Regions from separate parts of the Mus musculus genome. Here all the other regions are linked to region 4. A link is a contact called in public ChIA-PET and HiChIP or PLAC-seq data. All regions are on one chromosome and are shown on one strand. Each heading gives the region's core, a stretch centred on a gene start, on an enhancer-like site or on the middle of the called end of the contact. The rest is flanking DNA. Distances are from core to core; before and after follow the strand shown.

What was found. ChIA-PET counts read pairs in DNA pulled down with a chosen protein or histone mark. HiChIP or PLAC-seq counts read pairs in DNA pulled down with a chosen protein or histone mark.
Region 1: a contact with region 4 is called in an RNA polymerase II ChIA-PET map of memory CD8 T cells, with 45 read pairs. The contact joins the promoter of Borcs6 here to the promoter of Polr2a in region 4. A contact is called at or near these places in 5 of 39 promoter capture datasets (the C10 cell line, cranial neural crest, hippocampal neurons and 1 more), 1 of 484 Hi-C or Micro-C datasets (cortical neurons) and 7 of 115 datasets of contacts at active chromatin or transcription factors (the SCID.adh cell line, astrocytes, embryonic stem cells and 4 more).
Region 2: a FOXA1 HiChIP or PLAC-seq map of pancreatic cancer cells shows a contact between it and region 4. The contact joins the promoter of Aloxe3 here to the promoter of Polr2a in region 4. A contact is called at or near these places in 6 of 39 promoter capture datasets (cranial neural crest, embryonic stem cells, liver and 2 more), 2 of 484 Hi-C or Micro-C datasets (cortical neurons and regulatory T cells) and 7 of 115 datasets of contacts at active chromatin or transcription factors (the NIH/3T3 cell line, astrocytes, bone marrow-derived macrophages and 4 more).
Region 3: a contact with region 4 is called in an RNA polymerase II ChIA-PET map of memory CD8 T cells, with 7 read pairs. The contact joins the promoter of Psmb6 here to the promoter of Polr2a in region 4. A contact is called at or near these places in 1 of 39 promoter capture datasets (liver) and 2 of 115 datasets of contacts at active chromatin or transcription factors (astrocytes and memory CD8 T cells).

The regions. Positions count from the first base shown.
Region 1 is chr11:69,058,043-69,061,352 of GRCm38.p6, reverse strand. It overlaps Borcs6 (BLOC-1 related complex subunit 6), which reads right to left and starts at 1,578. Exons shown (of 1, transcript NM_028005.3): 1 at 1-1,578. The coding sequence starts at 1,555. The coding sequence ends at 473.
Region 2 is chr11:69,124,656-69,128,128 of GRCm38.p6, reverse strand. Aloxe3 (arachidonate lipoxygenase 3) reads right to left here and starts at 1,752. Exons shown (of 15, transcript NM_011786.2): 1 at 1,580-1,752; 2 at 599-803. The coding sequence starts at 1,726. n-TKctt27 (a tRNA gene) reads left to right here and starts at 2,881; the gene lies at 2,881-2,953. n-TQctg6 (a tRNA gene) reads left to right here and starts at 3,451; the gene lies at 3,451-3,473.
Region 3 is chr11:70,523,633-70,526,982 of GRCm38.p6, reverse strand. It overlaps Psmb6 (proteasome (prosome, macropain) subunit, beta type 6), which reads right to left and starts at 1,626. Exons shown (of 6, transcript NM_008946.4): 1 at 1,488-1,626; 2 at 1,031-1,098; 3 at 558-689; 4 at 310-439. The coding sequence starts at 1,586.
Region 4 is chr11:69,756,915-69,760,120 of GRCm38.p6, reverse strand. It overlaps Polr2a (polymerase (RNA) II (DNA directed) polypeptide A), which reads left to right and starts at 1,488. Exons shown (of 29, transcript NM_001291068.1): 1 at 1,488-1,990. The coding sequence starts at 1,898. It overlaps Slc35g3 (solute carrier family 35, member G3), which reads left to right. Exons shown (of 2, transcript NM_019871.2): 2 at 1-237.

The DNA.
Region 1 (3,310 bases), core at 329-2,828, 700 kb after region 4:
TTGCGCCCTCACCCTCGCATGGTGTGTGGGCAAGAACCGCTCAAGTTCCTAAAGCCCCTGGCACTTGAGGTGTGTGACCATTGGGATCCGGATAGCCGCAGCGGGGCTGAGGTCTCTCTGATCACACATTCGTGTCTGCCCCACCCTCCAGCAGAGATCTAAGGGCCTGTATTCCCATGGACGGTGTTCTAGCTTAGGGAGAAGGGTCAGGAAGAACAGGGTAGCTATAGATGGCCAACTGAATAAAAGCAGAGCTACATCCCTTTTCACCAGGAGAATCCTCACAACTTCCCCATTCACACTCCATAGGCTTAGAATGGGCACAGGCCTCCTAAACGCTTGTGGAAGAACCTCTAACGTACAGGCATCCCCTCAGCAAGCAGTTTCCACCAGGGCTCTTTGAAGAATCCTGAGGGTCCTACTGGACCCTGGTCTGGCCAGGTTACGCATGGTCTCTCCTCTATGCTCCTGGTCACTTGCATAGGGCCTCCAACACCTCCAGCGTGCGTCGGATATCTCGGACTTGGCGTGCCAGCCCCTGAACCGGTTGCAAAGCCCGTTCCAGCTCCTCGCAGCGCGCAAGTAAGGTGTACATGCCCTTAATGCTCATGTCCACGGCTTCACCTAAGGAGTCCACCGCGTCGCGGTAGGTCTGGATACAGCCCACACTCAACGCTGTCAGCTCTTGCACCGCACCACCCAGCCCGCGAAGCAGACGGTCTACCCGGCCGCCCAGCTCGCGACTCAGCCGCTCCAGATCCCTCAGCACGTCCGGGTCGATGGGAGGGATGGTGGGGGTGGGTGCGGGCGTTAGGCAGGGCCGCACAGAGGCAGGGGGAACGGGTGGTGGGGCGCCACTCAGTCGGATCTTGAGTTGTAGGTTGTTGGCCACAAAGTGAGTAAGGTCGCCGTGGCGGCTCACCGTGCCCTCCAGCTCTAGGGGGCTGGAGATAGTGGCGCGACGTCCTCCGCCCGCGCCGGTCTCGCCACTGGATGAAGACCCCCCTCCACCGCACGCCCCACTCAGCCCGTCCAGGCTGCGGCTGTCCTGAAGGCGGCTGGGGAAGGAGCGGCCAGCCCTACCCGCCGCCGCCTCTTCGTCCTCGTCGTCGTCGTCGTCACCCTCTTGCTGCGGCAGCTCCACATTCATCTCGACGCCTCCGGGGCTCCCTCGACGGCAGACCCTCAGAGCGGAGGGCTGATCCTCGCTGGGCTCCGGCTCCGGGTACCAGGAGGACGGGGGCGGGGCGTGCTCGGAACCTGGCACCCCCCGGCGTCCCCGGGCCCCTGACGGCGTCGCCCGGGAGCTCGGCTTGTCCTCCCAAGTGTCCAGCTCCGGCCCATGGGCGATGCTGCCGCTCCAAGTCTTTGGGGACGCTCGGGGATGACGGCTCGAGACCCCAACGCTCTCAGCCTCTTCCTCCCCGGACAGCGTCCGGACTGAGGGCGGCTTCGAGGGCGTTCGGGACGGCCTGCCGCTGAAAGTCGCGGCCTGGTGCTCAGCTCCGACCGAAAGCTCCGGCTCCGGCCCGAGCCGCCCCTGGGCGGCCTCCATACTGAGGGTGGGGGCCGGAACCGCGAGTCGTCCGCCGGGCTCCCCGGTCAGCGGCGGCGCCTTTAAGGGGCGTTGGCGGAGGCGCGCCGATTGGCAGCCGGATGATAATGGTCCGGACAGGAAGAGCTCTGTGATTGGTCGCCACCCCAGGAAGTTCCGGGAGGAGGGCTGTTATTGAACTGCAGAACACAAGTGAAAGCCAGTCGGGTGGCAGCTCCGGGGTGACAGCTGTGCGCGGGGCCCCGCCCCTTCGGAAAGTTGAGGGGGCGGGTCTTAAAAGACCCGAGCCCCGGAGCGCCGGAGTCCCACCGGGGCGGAGCTTAGGCTCTATGTCCACGGTGGTGTCGTCCGGAATTACCGCCGAGCAGTCGCACTCCACCGGGGATCGTTTTTGGAAGCTCTAGGGGTTCTTGGATGCTCAGGGTTGGACCGAACCGAGCTAGAAAACCGAGAAAGAAAAACAGCAGCGCCAAGAGAGAGAAAGCCGGAATTCCCAGCGGAACGGGGCTGATTGGTTCCATCCTTGAAACATTGACAGACTGATCGTTGAAGCGCCCAGAGTGACTCACTGTGCAGGGGAATTGCAGGTCGTGGACTTTCCTGTGCTTTTGTCACTCTTCGGCCTCCTGTCCCCTCTGCGTAGAGCATTTCTCTCATTGGAGGATAATATTGAGGGTTGTTTGTTTGTTTGTTGTCACAAGAGAAAATATTCCATAGGTGAAAGAATCAGACGTTTTGATAAGCACGCTCGGGAAAATAAAGGGCTGTGATTGAGAGTAAGAAGGACTAGTTAGATGAGGCCTCGGTCGGGAAAGGTCTCTGATGGGAACTATCAAGGGCATCAACTCAGCTTGCTGACAGAGGGAGGAAACCTCAGAGGCAAAGAGGTTTGATATAAACAAGAAACGCTGGGGTACGGAGTGTGGGGGAAGGACAGAGAGAAGACACCAGGGCTAAAATAAATGAGAAGGGAGAGGATTAACAACATCCAGATCGAAGATTCAGGACCCCCGGGCCACATTCCCAGGGCACTGTGGTTTCTGTAACAGATGGAGAGTCTTTCCAAGGGCCGTGGGACAGGAATCAAATGGTAGAAAAGTCGTCAACTGCAACACAGCCAAAGCTCTGGGACCCTTCTAGTTAGCAAAACAATGAATTAATATTCTTCCTTGGTTTAGAATCTTTGTATACCCCCGGCTGTCCTGGAAGTAGCTTTGTAGACCAGGCTGCCCTCAAACTCACATCACAGAGATCTTTCTGCTTCTGCCTCCCAAGTTCTGGCTGGGGTTAAAGGCAGAAGGACACCTGTTCCTGTTTTTGAAACTGAATCCTGTGTGGAAAGTGTGCACAATCACTGTGGCTAGTAATTGCAGAATCTTCCTGTTTTTTTTTTTTTTTTTTTGCATCCCTTCACCCTGTCTTTATTCTTTTTTAAATTTGTTTTGTTTTGTTTGTTTGTTTGTTTTTCGAGACAGGGTTTCTCTGTGTAGCCCTGGGCCTTTGTAGACCAGGCTGGCTTCAAACTCAGAAATTCGCCTGCCTCTGCCTCCCAAGTGCTGGGATTAAAGGCGTGCGGCACCATGCCCAGCCCTGTCTTTATTCTTGTGTTCCTTGCTCGTTTCTTGAGCTCTTTTTCCTTCAAAAGAAGCCATCTTTTGCAAGTCTTTTGTTTTCTACTACTATTACTACTGCTACTATAATTACTTTCTCCTCCTCTTCTTCATGCCAAAGGTGTGCAAAATAAGATGACATTTG
Region 2 (3,473 bases), core at 503-3,002, 630 kb after region 4:
ATAACATACACACACACAACGCGTGCATACTTGTACACACACAAAATCCCAGTGTTACGTCTTTGGAACAAAGAGTTCTGGAGGCAAGAAAGGGCTCAAACCAGTATCCTTGAAATCCAAAATTCAACAAAAGAGCCTAACTCACTTCCCAGACCCTTCATCCCCACCAGAAAAGCTAGAAAAAAGTAAGGTACAGGATCTTTGCAGGTTAATTCTCTAAATATTCATGGCTTTTCTACCTGTTGAGATCTAGCTTGTACGTTTATTCCTTTCTGAGTTCCAGAAGACCATATTCTGGAGAAATGCAGAGGGATACCATTAGCTGCCTGCTATGGGAGTGTGAGTCTCTCTGTGTGTGCTTATCTGTGTCCGTCTGTCTGTGTGAGCCTGTCTGTGTGTACCTCCAGAACAATAAACACTACCCAGGAAGCTCTTGCATGTCAGGACTTTAGCAGTGCTCTTTATCAGACACTGTTGCTTTGGGATCCCGGCATTCCTAACCCCAGTCACATTCCCTACGCGCCGAGTTCTGTGAGACTCCATTCCTAACCTCACACGAAGCCTCTGCAGTACTGTGCAGTCTCTGTCCCTTGCCCACCTGTTCCTGGCCGCAGCTCCACAGTACAGTAGCCATCGATCCACTGGTAGCAGGGAAAGTGGACAGCAGAGCCATCGGGGGCAGTGACACAGATTCGACTGCAGTACCAAGGGTCCTTGCAGAAGAAAGCAAAGCGCTCCTTGTGTAAGCGCAACAGCAAGATCTCACCCAGCTCTGCTTCACAGCGCACCTTATACTTCTGAACCTGGAGTGAGGGAAGCAGCAAGCAGGCCTTTGAGCAACCAGGAACTGTCGAGGACATCTTTGCACTCTGAAGTGTGCATCAACACCGCTACCTTTCTGGGATATTGGCCTGAGCAGTCGTTGATCCATGTGGTTCCTTTGTGTGATTGAGAGAAAGAGCCCGTCTCCATCCAGAGAGGAGCAGGCACCATACTCAGTGCCTGAGTGAATTTTTGTAGGGATTCCTACCCTCACTGCCAGTAGTTCACTTTCATGTAGGGTCATTAGCAAACTAAACTAGCGACCGACAAAGCAGACCCCTCCCAAAGAACAGGAGACCCATGATCTGATCAGAGGAATCAATTTGGTCAAAGCCTAGTGTCAATTAGGGGAGGAGCCAGGCCAGGCAGTGGTGGCTTTTAATTCCCCCTGCACTCAGGAGGCAGAGGCAGTCAGATTGCTAAGTTCAAGGCCAGCCTGGTCTACACAGAGAGTTCTAGGACAGCCAGGGCTACACAGAGAAACCCTGTCTGGAAAAACCACAGAAAATAATAACAATAACAACAATGATAGGAGAAGCCAGGAAGTTAGGGGAAGTCCCCAGAATCCATTCCAAATGCCCTTCCCCACAGCCCTGTCTCAGAACAATTGGTATGGTTTATCGTCTCCCAAAAGTCAGGGATGTCAAAGAAAATGATCACAGGACATAGCAGGCATCCTGAGTTCAGCAGGACTTGACGAATCCAACAAGAATAATCCTCACTTCCTTCAGGTTCCCCATCTCTCCTCTGTACTCACCGATCCAGAGGCGAAGTCCCTGCCTACGCGATCCAGCTTCTGCTTAGGGCTTTCACCACAGGTGCCTACCAATGTAGCATAGATGTTATCCAATGTGCCAGCCTTCAGGTAGGAACCAGTGGTCACACACAGCCGATATACTGCCATGACTGGACCCAATAACCCCAAACCAGTAGCTAGCCTAGAGAAGGTACGCTACAGGTAAGAGAGAGTCAGCTCCTGGGCAGGAGGCTGGGGGCTGGGGAAGGGTGGGCCTGAGGAAGGATCCAGCTCTAGGACGTTCCTGGGCTCGCGCGCGCTCTCTCTCTTTCTCGATCTCTCACGGCAGCTCCGCTGGTAGCTCGGGAGTACTATCCCCACCCACCGACTTGCACCCTAATACTTGTTTGCATGCCTCTGACACAGCCTGTCCCTCTGGCTGGCTCATCCAGATGGATATCAGAAGCCTGGGCCCATTGGTGAGGGAGGGAATAAGGAAGGAGGGACCAAGTGGCAAGTGGAAGACAGGGAGGAGGTGACGCGTGTTGGGACACTACTTTGTGTCTGATCAGTGGCTTGACTAATGTCCTGAAGCCCATGTTCACCCATTCCCCAGATTCCACCTAGAGCCTTTTCCTCCTATTTCCAAACCAGAAATGGGCACCAGAACACCAGAATTCCTACATGTGAATCACCCACGTGAATCACACCGTGCATCGGAAAGCTGCACCAATTCATAAATGCCAGGTGACCTCATCAACAATCAAGTGAATAACACACATCTTAGCACGTGACAAGGCCATCATGTTCTCCTTCCTGCCACCGACCCACCCATCTCCTCCTAAAGTCTAGTCTTCTCTCTGTCTCCAGTTTTTGTTATTCCCGACCTCAATCACTCCTTTGAGATAGGACCTGCCTGCCAAGTGAGTGGAAGCCTGCCCGACAGCATCTGGAGGCCCTCATGTGACATTCTTTACGCTCCAGGTCCTCCCTCAGCCAGCCTGCTGAACCGTGGGAGGCACCCTGTATGCCCTAGGTGTCCAAGATATAGGTCACAAGGACCAGGGAAGAAAAAAAATAGACTCTACCGGGGAAACCTGTGGCCCGCAGCGGCCCCGCGTGGCTGGTCTAGGCACCTCTAGATTCCTGCTTGAGTGGCGCTCCTGCCCTCCTTAACTTCTAATAAAAGCCGAGGCGTTAGCGACTAGGTTTCAGTAAGTCAGAGTCTCGGACAAAAACGAACTTCATCCTTTAAATACACACAAGAATACGTAGGTATCATAATAAATTCATTTAGGCAAAAGTGGAGAGCTTTGCTAAGAGCCCGGATAGCTCAGTCGGTAGAGCATCAGACTTTTAATCTGAGGGTCCAGGGTTCAAGTCCCTGTTCGGGCGCTTAGCTTTTTGTGGGAATCTGCACTTACAAACACTATTGTTAGGCTGTCTTGTTTGACAATAGCTCTATAATAACAAAGTAATTGCATTCTTTTTAAAAGGAAATGTAAATTGAACGTAAGTTCCGAACAATCAGAAGAGGGAACAGCATTACGTTAAAGTACTAGCTATACAAACGAGGAATACATCAAAGAGAGTAAAAAGAAAATGGGGAAGTTAATATTATTAATATTAATAATATACTTCATTTACTACAATATTTGAAAATCTTATTTTAACCCTAATTGGTGTTTTAAAATCCGCATTTTAACGAATTTTTAAATTATCTTCCTTAATTTTCATGTTTAGAAGAAAGCACTCATATTTCAGGTACTCAATAATCACATTTTAGTAGTTGGCTTCATGTGTTTGTTTTGGTTTGTTTGAATAAATGGAGTGATATGCAAAATGGGATATAGAATAATGTATATAATTTCTGAGAGCACTACAGAAGAGGGGGTTCCATGGTGTAATGGTTAGC
Region 3 (3,350 bases), core at 377-2,876, 770 kb before region 4:
ACCTGATTTCAAATCCCCAGCACTTATGTAAAAGCTGGGCATGTGTATCTGTAACCCCAGCTCTGGGAGTAGGGTGCAGGGTGTATAATTGCTAGAGCTCATTGGATAGGCAGCCTAGCTAAAAGTGAGCTCTATCTTCAGTGAGACTGTCTCATGAGGAAGACAACCCTGGCACACCTCTGGCCTCCACACACATGTACCCATAAGGATACATGCATACAGGACGGACAGACAGACAGACAAACAAAATGGCCGAAGGGGTGGAGCATCAGAGGTGTGACTCCAGTACTCTGGTGAGGAGGGCCTGACCTGCCCTCCTTCTTGAGGGTCCCAGCCTGCAATGATGATTCCTGCCATCAGATCTTCTCTGTACCGGTAACACATCTCCTTAAAGAGACTGGCGGCTGTGTGGACTAGTGGAGGCTCGTTCAGTTCAATACTAGAAGGTGGGGTTGGAAGATCACAAACAAAGCAATATCAGGATCTGGAGTCAGGCCTTTTAGTGCCTTATGTTCCAGAGCCTTCAGGGTCGTTGTTCCTCCCCTGCCCACAAGTACCTGTGGAAACCAAGCTGGTAAGTGACAGCGTCTGCCACTGCTTGGGTATCAGCGGCTGAGCCTGAGCGGCAGCAGAAGATGTGATCGTGGATAGGGGTCAGCTTGTCAGTCACTCGATTGGCGATGTAGGACCTGCAGGATGGCGGAAACAGTGAGAAGGAGCCCACTTGCCTCCCTCCTCCACCACATCACCGTCTACTCCCTGCAGCTCCAGGGATACAAATACTGCTACCACCTACTAGTCCTCATGGAAAATGAAGCCGGATGAATGGAGAACAGACCTTTACTGGTAGTTCACCAAAGGGTGAGGGGGCCTGGAAACCACAGAATTAGGAACAAGTCCTTATTATCTCCAGGTAGTGGAGAAACTTCTCTTGCCACAGTGGTCTGAGGAGGGTAAGGATGGGCTGACAGGCAGGAATGGTATATGTTTGGAGTAGGGGAAACGGGAAGACTTTCTGTTTTGAGCTCACCCAGTGGTTGTCCTGGAGTCCGCTCCTAGAACCACGCCCCCATTAAACTGCACAGCCATGATCGTGGTCTGGGAAGAATAGTGTAAAAAAGGTAACTCTTTTAGCCTTACCGCATTCTCGAGTATATACCGACCTCAATAATTCTTCACCCGGATTTTATAATGCAAAATTCGTGCTCCGCGAACCTATTATCAAATCTTAAGGGGGCTCAACACGTCAGAGAATATAAAAACTACAATCTCCAAACCCCAGGATTCAGACTCTTATGCTTCAGCCTACTGTTCACCTCTCATCACGAAAGGTATCACCCCACGCCAGCATTCAAGGAATCCCTCTCCCTCTCGCAGAACACAGCGCTCCCCCCCCCCCAACCCACTCAGTCAAACCCACTCGGGCTTCATGTTTTTCCTCCCGTCAGGCCTAGTACATGTCTTCCGAACTCTGGCTCTTTCCTCACCCCTGTGGAGACTTCCCGGTTTTCCCAGTCTGGGGTGAGAGCCTCCGGCCCAAAGGCCGGTGCAGACCCCGCTCGACGAACAGCTAAGGCGGCCGCCATCTTCCTCTGCTACTCTGCCACAAAGCAACCGTCGTAAAGCGCTCCGTCACTCTCTTTAGTCCGCCTCTGTGGCCTTCTGGGAGCGAAGCTGCTTGACGGCAGAAGGGAAAAGACAGAGGTAGGAACTCGTCGTTAGAGTCAGTGGGCACTTTACGGCAGTGTGTCAAATTACCAAAAAAAAAAAAAAAAAGAGGCGGGTCTAGGAAGGGGGGAAAAGGGCGGAGCCTCTTCTCAAAGATTTGCCTCACCAGAGGCTTGTGGCTCCCGGAGGCAAAGGATACTTGGAAATGAAGCCTAATTTACATTATAAGGTTTTAGGTGTGTGTGTGTGTGTGTGGGGGGGGTCGTTTGTTTGTTTTGGTAACTTGATTGTATAGTCTGAAGTATGTGGGTTTTGTAAATAACAACGTTGTGTCGCAATGTTAACAGGTTGGATACACTATAACCTGATTGGTGTCCTAGTTCAAAGAACCCACAAGATAAGAGTACAAACTGGAATGGTCAGGTCGTGTTTTCAATAGTCCGGGGTACCTACTTCCCGGGTCCCACAAGAACTTTTGAAGAAGCTACAATTGTTTTTTGGGAGCATCTATACCCCTTGACAATCACCCCTGCCATATCTGAGGGTTTCCACCGTTACACATTCTCACCTATGTATTATATTTTTAATACATTTTAAATCGTGCCATTCGAGCTGAGACGAAAAGATGGACCATCTAGAAACTGCCATATCCGGGGATCCATCCCATAATCCGCTTCCAAACGCTGACACCATTGCATACACTAGCAAGATTTTGCTAAAAGGACCCAGATATGGCTGTCTCTTGTGAAACTATGCCGGGGCCTGGCAAACACAGAAGTGGATGCTCACAGTCAGCTATTGGATGGATCACAGGGCCCCCAATGGAGGAGCTAGGGAAGGTACTCAAGGAGCTGAAGGGATCTGCAATCCTATAGGTAGAACAACAATATGAACTAACCAATACCCCCCCTGGAGCTCGTGTCTCTAGCTGCATATGAATCAGAAGATAGCCTAGTCGGCCATCAGTGGAAAGAGAGGCCCATTGGTCGTGCAAACTTTATATGCCTCAGTACAGGGGAACGCCAGGGCCAAGAAGTGGGAGTGGGTGGGTAGGGGAGTGGGTGGGGGAGCGTGTGTGGGACTTTTGGGATAGCACTGGAAATGTAATTGAAATAAATACCCAATAAAAAAATATGGAAAAAAAAAGAGTCATTACAATGAAGAAATCATTTCTTGTCTAATGAATTATGTAGGTTGGTTCTTTATATAAATACTTGGGCCAACTCAATTCTTGTATACTAAAATTCTTGATTTTATAATTAAATATGGTTTGTAGAATAAAAAAAAATCGTGCCATTCTAGTGCATGTGGACGTGAGTGTATGATTTTGATTTGTTTTCCCCGAATAATTAGTTAAGCATATTTCCATGGCTAGTGAGTTCTTTGTGTATCTTCTTTGCAGCAATGTCCATTCAAGATCTTTGTCAATTTTAAAAAAGAATTGCTTGAGTTTTTAATTATTGTATTGTGTTATTTTTATATTTAGGTAGAAACATCAGATATATGGATTTTTTAAAAAGCTGGGCGTGGTGGTGCACGCCTTTAATCCCAGCACTTGGGAGGCAGAGGCAGGCAGATTTCAGAGTTCGAGGCCAGCCTGGTCTACAGAGTGAGTTCCAGGACAGCCAGGGCTACACAGAAAAACCCTGTCTCCAAAAAAAAAAAAAAAAAAAAAAAAAAAA
Region 4 (3,206 bases), core at 239-2,738:
GGGGGAGGGGGGACAGGGGTAAATAGGAGAGATGGGAATAAAAACCATGGGAGAACAAATGCCTGGCAAAGAACTGGTGTGGAGGACCAGTGAGATAGCTCAGCAGATAGAGGCTAATGCTACCAAGCCTGATCTATATGGTAGATGGAGAGAACCGACTCCTACAGATTATTCTCTCTATACATTCGCTGTGGCGTGCTTACACACAAAATAAAAAATATATATTAAAGCAAAAAACTGGTGTGGAGAGAGATGCCCTAGGATTCAAGGGTGACTTGGGACTAAGTGGAGAGGAGAGACCGGGAGCATGTACAGGAACCAGGGTATGGAATTGGGGCTGGGAACAGGGAATAAGGGCATCACTCAGCAGCGAGGTCTCAGATCCAGAGGACTAAGGAAGCCTGGTAGTGGGTCAAGGGGATTAATCCCACAGGCAGGAAAGAGAAGAGCGCTGGAGATGAAGAACGAAGAATGCAGCTTGTCAGGCGAACAGCCAGCACTGGGGGAGGGGCGTGTTTCCTTTCCTTTGGAAGGTATTTTGCTTTCCTCAGTGGTGGTGCTCCCTGTCCGAGCGGTGATGTAACGCTGACATCAAGCATGAATGAATCACTGTGGTTGGCTGAGCAGTTGGCTTTGCTTTGAAAAGGAGTGGAAACATGCTCTTTTGGGAGATTCCCTTGAAACACTCAGCCGCCACCTTATTTCTGAAGTCGTCTGAAAGGTGTAGGGTTTCCTTGACCCCGAATTCCCCAAGACATCCCTATTCTGCCCCACCGCTAATCTGCTTTTCTCAGATTGTCACGGTCGCGTGATCTGCGGCTCCTGGGTAGCAGCCATTCTACTTTCAGAATAGGCCTCCGGGCTCGGGAAAAGCTTGGGCTGAACATCGAGCGCCAGGGCTCCGTAAAGCTATTAGAGCACAGGCGGTGCCCCAACGTCCTGGGGCCTCTCCACTAATAACGGCTACTTCCAATTGATTGGACGCGCCATCTTGCCTGCCTTATGCATATTCAGCGGTGAACTGAATATTCATGAACGAGGCCCGTCCCGTCCCTCCCTCCTTCCCCCCACCCCCGGAACCCGCTCCGGAGGACCCGAAGGGCCCCGCCTTCATTACCGATGCGTAGGACAAACCATTTTCCCGATGTGTGTGGGGGGATACTAATGAGAGACTTTAGCTGAAAATGAGCCTGAACTCCGAAGCTGAGTAAAAATGGCCTAACTTTATCCTCCGTTCTGTAAGTCCTCGGTTTGAGTGCACGGGAAACCCGAAAGGAGGACGACAGGACCAGGAACATTCTCCTCCTCCTGTCGCGTCAGAAAGAACACCCAACCAGGGAGCCGGAGCCCTAGCGTCAACAACTCCGCCGCGCGCGCTCCGTGTAGGCCGGTGCGGGCGGCCCCGTAGCGCAAGGGAGGGCGGGAAAGGAAGGGGCGGGACACAAGGGCGAATCTATAAAGGGCGTCACTCAGCCAGTTCTCTCCTCAGAAGCGCCGAGAGCGCGACCGGGACGGTTGGAGAAGAAGGTGGCTCCCGGAAGGGGGAGAGACAAACTGCCGTAACCTCTGCCGTTCAGGATCCCGGTTACTTATTTATTCGTTACCCCTTTTCTTCTTCCTCCCTCCCAAAACCTCCTCCTCTCCTCCCTTCTTTTGTTTCCTTTTTGGGAGCCGACGAATCTCCGGAAAGGGAGAAAAGGCTTTCTTTCAGCCCTTTTCGTTCCTCTGCCTTCCCCCCCCCTTCCCCCCTCCCCCACCTTTCCCTCCTCCAGCCTTTCCCTCCCTATCCCGGGAGGTCTTTCCTGGTGGCCGCCCGGACGGGTTCTGAGCACTTAGGCGGCGGTGGCGCAGGCTTTTTGTAGCGAGGTTTGCGCCTGCGCAGCGCGCCTGCCTCGCCATGCACGGGGGTGGCCCCCCCTCCGGGGACAGCGCATGCCCGCTGCGCACCATCAAGAGAGTGCAGTTCGGAGTCCTGAGTCCGGATGAATTGGTAAGATAGTCCGCCCGTCTCTCTGCTATGCCTTTGGCTGATGATCCTCTGGGAAGATGGGTCAGTGATGCTGATGTTGTGCGGGGGTCCAGCCTTCAAAAGTTAAATTATGCCAGGACTTAAACAAGCGAAATGCTATGCCTGAGATGAGTGCTTGACTGGACAGAGAAGAAAGATGTTTCCATACTTGAGCATTGCTGCGGTTCAACGAGACAGGGTTGAAAGTTGTACAGGAAGTGGATCCCCAGTTTTAGTTCTTTCACCAATATTGAGCATCCTGCTATGTGACAGTAATCAGACACTAGGAACACAGCTGCACAATAAATATAACAGAAACTCTACCTTCTAAAACACTATGGGAAAAACAGAGAAGAGAGCTTAAGAACAAAAAGAAATGAGCAAAAATAAGTACCTAGATTAAAGCAAAATGAGGAAATGCTGTAAGAAGTCACTGAAATTGAATGGTGTCAGGGTTTGGAAGACATACTTGCCAGGGATGGTGACATTCCCAAGTAATATCAGTCATCAGAGCTATTTTTTTAGGTGGAGGAAACAAGTGTCATGGGACTGAGAGGGAAATAAACTTGTATTCTAGAGACTGAAAAGCCAGTGTTGGGGCAGGCAGGGTTAGTGGGTGCGGAGAGTGCACTGAAGAAGCACGGGATATTGTAAATTACGCTCTAGAGAGTCCAAATTTCTGTTTTCAGTAGGAAACCACTGGGTAATTATAAAGGTGACAGTAGTAACTTATACACACACGCATGTACAGAAGCTCCGTAAAGAGCTGATGTGAAGTGGGTGAGGATAGACAAGGGATAGCTTTTGGAGACTTGGACTTCTTCCTCCTGAGAGGAATAGAGAGTGGAATTAAACAGCTGATTCTAGACTGAGGCAGTCCTGTTGGGGTAAGGGCTCAACTATAGCAGAACTCAAAAGAAAAAACAGAAAAACCTACATCAGGGCTGGTAAGATGGCTCAGCAGGTAAGAGAACTGACTGCTCTTCCGAAAGTCATGAGTTCAAATCCCAGCAACCATATGGTGGCTCACAACCATCTGTAATGAGATCTGATGCCCTTTTCTGGAGTGTCTGAAGTCAGCTACAGTGTACTTACATATAATAAATAAATCTTAAAAAAAAAAAAACAAAGCCCTACATCAGGTTTCTGGACATCCAAGACCTCACAGACCGACACAAAATAAATTCCAGATAATTAA